2 separate regions of the Mus musculus genome follow, and region 1 is linked to region 2. The links are chromatin contacts, called in public Hi-C maps. All regions are on one chromosome and are shown on one strand. Each heading gives the region's core, a stretch centred on a gene start, on an enhancer-like site or on the middle of the called end of the contact. The rest is flanking DNA. Distances are from core to core; before and after follow the strand shown.

Region 1 (4,040 bases), core at 366-2,865, 190 kb before region 2:
CTCAGAAAATCAAATAACCCCCTTAAAAAATGGGGCTCAGAACTGAACAAAGAATTCTCACCTGAGGAATACCGAATGGCAGAGAAGCACCTGAAAAAATGTTCAACATCCTTAATCATCAGGGAAATGCAAATCAAAACAACCCTGAGATTCCACCTCACACCAGTGAGAATGGCTAAGATCAAAAATTCAGGTGACAGCAGATGCTGGCGAGGATGTGGAGAAAGAGGAACACTCCTCCATTGTTGGTGGGATTGCAGGCTTGTACAACCACTCTGGAAATCAGTCTGGCGGTTCCTCAGAAAATTGGACATAGTACTACCGGAGGATCCAGCAATACCTCTCCTGGGCATATATCCAGAAGAAGCCCCAACTGGTAAGAAGGACACATGCTCCACTATGTTCATAGCAGCCTTATTTATAATAGCCAGAAACTGGAAAGAACCCAGATGCCCCTCAACAGAGGAATGGATACAGAAAATGTGGTACATCTACACAATGGAGTACTACTCAGCTATTAAAAAGAATGAATTTATGAAATTCCTAGCCAAATGGATGGACCTGGAGAGCATCATCCTGAGTGAGGTAACACAATCACAAAGGAACTCACACAATATGTACTCACTGATAAGTGGATACTAGCCCAAAACCTAGGATACCCACGATATAAGATACAATTTCCTAAACACATGAAACTCAAGAAAAATGAAGACTGAAGTGTGGACACTATGCCCCTCCTTAGAAGTGGGAACAAAACACCCATGGAAGGAGTTACAGAAACAAAGTTTGGAGCTGAGATGAAAGGATGGACCATGTAGAGACTGCCATATCCAGGGATCCACCCCATAATCAGCATCCAAACGCTGACACCATTGCATATACTAGCAAGATTTTATCGAAAGGACCCAGATGTAGCTGTCTCTTGTGAGACTATGCCGGGGCCTAGCAAACACAGAAGTGGATGCTCACAGTCAGCTAATGGATGGATCACAGGGCTCCCAATGGAGGAGCTAGAGAAAGTACCCAAGGAGCTAAAGGGATCTGCAACCCTATAGGTGGAACAACATTATGAACTAACCAGTACCCCTGAGCTCTTGACTCTAGCTGCATATGTATCAAAAGATGGCCTAGTCGGCCATCACTGGAAAGAGAGGCCCATTGGACACGCAGACTTTGTGTGCCCCGGTACAGGGGAACGCCAGGGCCAAAGGGGGGGAGTGGGTGGGTAGGGGAGTGGGGGTGGGTGGGTAAGGGGGACTTTTGGTATAGCATTGGAAATGTAAATGAGCTAAATCCCTAATAAAAAATGGAAAAAAAAAAAAAAAAAAAAAAAAAAAAAAAAAAAAAAAAAAGAAAGAGCGTCGCCATCTTTATCTGTGTGGCCAGTCTTGGATAGAAAAGGATAGCATCTAGAGAAAAATAGCAGCTAAATTAAGGGAGAGATCAAGCCCGTCCAACTGAGAGAACATGGTGATTTGGAAGCAAAGCAGAAAGTGTTAGATTCACTTAATGAATTTTAAATGTTTGCTCTGAGCTGGCGTGTGGCCTAGACTGCGCTGTTGGCTCACGAACGCTTGGTTGCCAAATGGAAACACAGAGATAAAGGCGAGACAGAAAAAAAGTCAGGTCTGATAGGAAGGTAAGGGGTGCAGCCACAATCCACGGAGAGGAAGTAATGGGTAGCTATCAGTGAGTGACTTGGTGGCTGCCCTGGGACTCTTCCTCTTTTTATGGAGTCATGTCCCAGTTGTGGCCACCAGAGTGAATGAGTGAAGACGTATACCAGTTTTACACTAAATGTGCCTGGAGGGTTTATGGTCCATGGGAAGCCAGCTGGTGGCACAGAAGCAAGCAGGCAACGAAATGTTTCAGAGTTACCCAAAAGTAATAAGCCTTTCCCCACAAAGTTTCTAGTAGGTTATTTTTTTTTCACTGTAATATCTTCTTCACTCTCTGCCCGAATTAGCATCTACTTCCTATGGAAGATTAACAGCCATGTCCTGTAAGTGGGACTGTCACCAAGAAGGGTGGAAAGAGAATCCTCTCTTCCTTTTCTCCGAGGGACCCATTTACAAGCTGCTCTCCATGTGGCTGCTTGGCACCTTGGGTCCCAATGAGTCAGGAGAGATGCGTGGATTCTTCTGACATCCTGGAGCCAAGCATACAGTAAGCATACTCCTTCCCCAACTGGGACCTTCAGAACCACAGTCTTAAATACCAGACAGGAGAGGAGTATGGCTTCCAGACTCCTTAAACAAGTGGTCAGAAAGGTCCCCCATGATGAGGGAGCACGGACCTACCTTCAGCTGCCTCTACTCTTTAAAACAAAATATAACATGCTAGAGACTAAGAAGAGGCAGATGGGCTGCACGGGTCTCAGGCTGTATGCTGGAATAGACTGGAATAGAGCCACTAAGTCCAGTTTTGCTTAAGTGGATTGCTTTAGTTGAAGGCAGAGGAGGGGCGGCTGCCTTTGATGCTCTCAAGTTCCACGGTGTTCATTTCCTACAAGAGTACCTTAGGCAGGACAAGAAAGAGTAGCCTTGAGGGGTCCAGGACAGAGTAGAGACATTCTAGTGTCACAAGTTTTTGTTTTGCTTAATCATTATCAGGAAATAAAACTACACTGATGAATCCAACGCTCTTTCGCACTGTGTGACAATACTATTTTGTCACAGAAAATTAAATTGCCTCCTCTTCTCTCTCTCCTTCCTTCCCTTCTTCCCTTCTCCTCCCTCCCCTTCCCTCCCCTTTCCCTTCCTTTCCTCCTCTTTCCCCTTTTTTTCTTCTCATAGTGGGTTGGGTGTTGAACTCAGAACCTGGCACATGCTATCATTTAGTTGTGTTCTCTAGCAAATAAAATTTTCTCTCAGCTCACATTTCTGGAACTCTTGGGGGAGAGTTTGTAAACACAGCAAACCCCCAATTTAGCTGATCTCCTACAGTCTTCAGTAGCACTTGGACCCCGTCCTTTTGTTTTTCTTGACTGAAGTAGCTGGCACCGTTGAGTTGGCTAGCCATGCCTACGGTTCCCTGTGGAATGACAGTTTCCTGGGTCACTCCTTCCAGGCAGCCACACCCACGCATGCTCACTGAATGCAATTGTGCAAGCCCTGAACTTCTGACCTACATAGCTATTAGCTATGGGGGGGAGGGGGTGTCTTTTCAAGGCATACAGTGCAACAACAGAAAATGGGCACATTCGCGAGTCTTCCTCCTTTATTTCTCTGAAGCAACCAGAGAAAACCCATCGCTCAACTGTGGCTCTAGTGAACTGTGTCCCAGAAAGGAGCACCCATACTGCCCTCTGCTGTTTGCTTTTGATAAGACAGGTACTTGTGAGTGAACCACCTTTTCTGAGATGTGGGCAAGTAGAAGTTGTGGAAATATTGATGCCAACCTGGTATAGGAGTCTCTTTTCTTTGGAAGTAAACAAACATTCAACACAACAGTCCTACGTCCAAAACTCTTAGTGACAGGGAGAAATGAGCACACACAGCAAGGCATATGAGTGACAGGAAAAGGAACAGGGACCACCAGGGAAGATCGCTGATTGGAGACCAGCACCTTCCACTGCCCAGTTTATTTTTCACCCAGGCTTGCTGGGAGCTCAGAAGTATTGTACAGAAACCAGCTCTCTGTTAGCTCTAGGGCCCATGACTGAAGCCTGGAAGCCTGGAAGCTTGGAGAAGGTCCTGGTGAAGAGAAAGCTTGTTTCAGTTTCCATAGAAAATTATCTTCAATACCCCCCCAGTCCCCCCGTCCCCCCCCCTGCCGCGGTGAGCATAGACCCACATGTACCCCACACAAGGCTTAAAGGTTTCTGTGAGCCAGGCAAGCTCAACCGCGTCTTTACAGCCTTGTCTTTCATCTTTACAACTCTGCCTTCCGTCTTTACAGCCCTGCCTTCTGACTTCATAGGCCCAGCACCTCAGAGACTAGCAGGGCCTGAAGAGCTATATTTTGGGGGAATTATTGAGATTATGTTTATTGATCCAGTTTCATGCTGGACCAGGACAACATATGTTCACTTGACAGTT
Region 2 (3,461 bases), core at 115-2,614:
GTTGATTAAAAGCTCAACAGAGATCCCCTCATAACAAATACTGCTTTTCTGCACACCCTCTTCTACGCAGCTCTGTATGCCTTGCCCCTCGATTTTGTATGATCTACACCTCTGTTTTCATCTCTCCTTCTCCTGACCCACACTGGTGCAACCTGAAGAGCAGATAGAGGATTCCTGCACTTTGTTTTTTGTTGTTGTTTGAGACGGATTCTCACTAGGAGGCCCTGGCTGGCCTGGAACTCATGATAATAGAGCAGGCTAACTTAGAACTCATAGAGATCTATTATTTGCCTGCCTTCCCAGTGCTGAGGTTAGAGACATGGGCAACAAGGCCAGGGGATTTCATCACTTATATGCCTATTTGACATTTGTGTTAGCATTGCTGATGCAAGGAATAACAGCACTACATTTGCAGAATGGGAGATTGCAAATACACAGACAGTGTGGCTCACTCTTCTCTCTGAGAAATGAAGGGCACTTTAGAGCATAACCTGGTCACTCCCTTAGCTAAAATCTAATGCTTCTCTTTCCAGAGTCCAGCACAACGTGTTTGCTCAGTCTTAAGCATGTCTCCAAGCAACATCCTCTGTATTTGCTGGAAGGAGATTCACTCACTGAAAGGCAATTGCTCACTACTTTAAGAGCGGCTGTGGTCTGGACTGGCTATTCAGAAAGGCAGTCAACATCAGGTGCAGCCTTGGTCCCCTTTAGCTCTGTCTACTTTGATATGATGGAAAAGCAGATTTGTAACTCCTACAACTTTCAGTTTGGCGGTTCTGCCACTGACTACAGTCATAGATTCTCACCCGCTCTTTTGCATAACAATTGCCACCTCAAAGAACACAGGAAAGCTATGAGAGGCCCTTTAAGAATTAAAGACATCTAATCTATGCATTTACTTATCTATCATGTATGCGCATCGCTTGCGTTCCTTCCAAACACTTTCTAAGCTTCAGGTATCCAAGCTTCTATCTGGCTGGCTCCAGCTTTGCAAGACGAGGAAGAGCAGCAGTAGCAACGCCTGTACAGCCCGTGCCTTTTGCTGCCTGGAATGACCTGAAGCTGGCAAGGAGAGACAGTTTGAATTCCAGGCAGGCTAAAAGGCCTTGGCTGAAGAGCTGAGGATTTCACAACGCCGCAGGGAAAGCCTTTCCATAAAGAGATGAAGGGATATGGAAAAAACTGCAATTCTGCAAATTGGGAACAACTAGAAGGTGGAAGTGTCCTAGAAGTCCAGATGGGGTCCTAACGTGACCGTCTGCCTTCCTCGGTTTCCGTCACAACCTGCAAACCACACTATCACAAACTGTTACTATATACAGGGCCTAAGTCCCCTTCATCCCAGCTCTAGGGGAGTCAGAGGCTGTGTTGTCTACCTTCACGCGCATGCGCGCCTTCCAGATACTTTCTAAGCAGCAGCAGCAGCAGCGCCCAGATCCGGTGATTAAAGAAAATTCCTCTCATCTTATACCTTGAAATGATCAATGCGTAATCTGAAGCGGTCTCAGAGTCTGTGGTCTGTTAAGAGTCAATGAAATGGAAGGAGAGGACGAGTCAAGACTTGCTAGGGTCTGGAACTACAACTTCCAGCAGACACCGCGCTTTGTGTTTGGCTTTCTGGTGGGCGTGTCCAAGGCCTAGGACGCTTAAAGCGGCGAGACCTCTTGGGGCCAGATCTCTGCAGAGCTAGCCAGCTGGAGTGTTCCAGCCACAGGAGGCCTGCGAGCAGAATCCTTTTAGATCTGCTGTTGTCAATGAACTAGCAGTCAGTTCATTAGAAAGGACACCGGTTAAGCATTCCAAGCCTGTTTTGAAGTTCATCAGCTCTTTCTCTAGCTCTAGCTCCACAAATCCTAAGTTGTCCATTCAACAAATAAAAAACTTAGAAAATACCATCTGTAAAACCTGTTGTGTCAACACAATTGTTTTTCTGTTACTGGTATCCATAGGCAGTACTTAGTGTCCCACTTATTAAGACTCAGCGTGACCCACAAGGAATTCTTTAAAGAGAACCAGTGGATAAAGTAAAAACTTGATTTAAAATTTTGCTTTCGTTTTCTACTTCTTCTAATGGAGTGTCTTTAAAACATAGCATGCCTTCAAAGTGCATATTTTTAAAAAATGATTTACATTGTGACATACTCTTCAAATAGAACGCTTTCAAATACTGCTTTGCTTTTTCTTACAGGAAGACAACAACAAAAATGTTCTCTGGTAGCATAGTCTAGAACATCGGTTCTCAACCTGGGGGTCACAACCCTGCCCCCACACCTACCCCCACCCACACCCCAGACCTTTTCATAGAGGTCTCATATCAGGTATCCTGCATATTTACAATACTATGCATAGCACCAGCAACATTACAGTTATGAAGTAGTAACGAAATAATTTTATGATTGAGGGTCACCACTACATGAACAACTAGATTAAAGGGTCACAACATCAGGAAGGTTGGAAACCACTGTTCTAGAAGGTGCCATTGGTTCTAACAAAGCAATGACAGTGGTTTCCTTGAGCTGGGTAGTTACTCTGATCAGATTCTTCTTGGCATCTTATTGGTTCAAGGCACTGAAAGTGAAGACGTCCCCAACTCTCTTCCCACCCCAGCTCCTAACTAACCCTGAGTTCTTATTGGCACTAATAAACAACCTCTCCCTGCTGCCAACTCTCCCTTTTTTAAATTTTGCAAACAAATAGAATGTAAGGACCTCTAAGGGAACCAATTTCGGACCTGAATGCAAAATAGTTTTAGAATTAGGTTTTCCCCTTTGCTTCTGGATTTGTCTGCTTGATGCCTCTGTGTGCATTTGTTCTGTTCAGTGTGACCTTTGTGAATAATATGAAATTGGCCAACTGTGCCCAAAATTAATACGATGTATAATTTATTATTTATTCCTTTTGTGCAGTAGCCCAGCAATAGGCACTCTGAAAAATGGAAATAACAGTTGATGTATAGTGATTTTGGAGATGACTGGAATGGCCGTTGTGCCCAGAACAAACCCTCCATACATTCTGAATCAGGAGACAGCAAGACTCATGATATTTGGAAACACTTAGACTCTCACAAAATTCTTATTTATTCTCCTTATAGTCACAGACAGAGCCAGTTTTCTGGCCATCAACATTTCTATTAAATATTCATTTTTATCCAATCCCAACCACCACAGCAAAATAAGAATGTAAGATGAAAGAGAATGTTGGTGTGGATGGGAAAGCTGCAAAGAAACTCACACCAGGTACACTCTGAGAAGAAACTCACACCAGGTGCACTCTGAGAAAAAGGCAGCTGGTGAGGGGATGGAAGCGCAACTCTTCATTTTTCCTTTATCACCAACAGTCAAAGACATACATTAACTGGCCAAGAGGCACAACTTATAGTAGAGCAAAAAATCATTAGGAATGCAGAATAAATCTTTTAAAACAACCTTTATAGAAGGTGCCATAAAGCTTTACTGAAAATC

The links. Hi-C and Micro-C count contacts between places; a contact is called where the count stands out from the background.
Region 1: a contact with region 2 is called in a Hi-C map of bone marrow-derived macrophages, with 19 read pairs. The contact joins two enhancer-like sites. A contact is called at or near these places in 2 of 484 Hi-C or Micro-C datasets (bone marrow-derived macrophages and nephron progenitors) and 1 of 9 other capture datasets (embryonic stem cells).

The regions. Positions count from the first base shown.
Region 1 is chr4:53,384,111-53,388,150 of GRCm38.p6, reverse strand. The region is part of intron 2 of Gm12496 (a long non-coding RNA gene); the gene reads left to right. Among named protein-coding and RNA genes, the nearest start is that of Gm12496, 18 kb to the left of the region's middle. Within about 2 kb of position 1,615, at least 76 of the 459 cell types and tissues checked have an H3K27ac peak or open chromatin away from gene starts, as enhancers often do. A contact at or near this core is called in bone marrow-derived macrophages, where this site is marked.
Region 2 is chr4:53,194,329-53,197,789 of GRCm38.p6, reverse strand. No RefSeq gene overlaps it. Among named protein-coding and RNA genes, the nearest start is that of Lexis1, 22 kb to the left of the region's middle. Within about 2 kb of position 1,364, at least 288 of the 459 cell types and tissues checked have an H3K27ac peak or open chromatin away from gene starts, as enhancers often do. A contact at or near this core is called in bone marrow-derived macrophages, where this site is marked.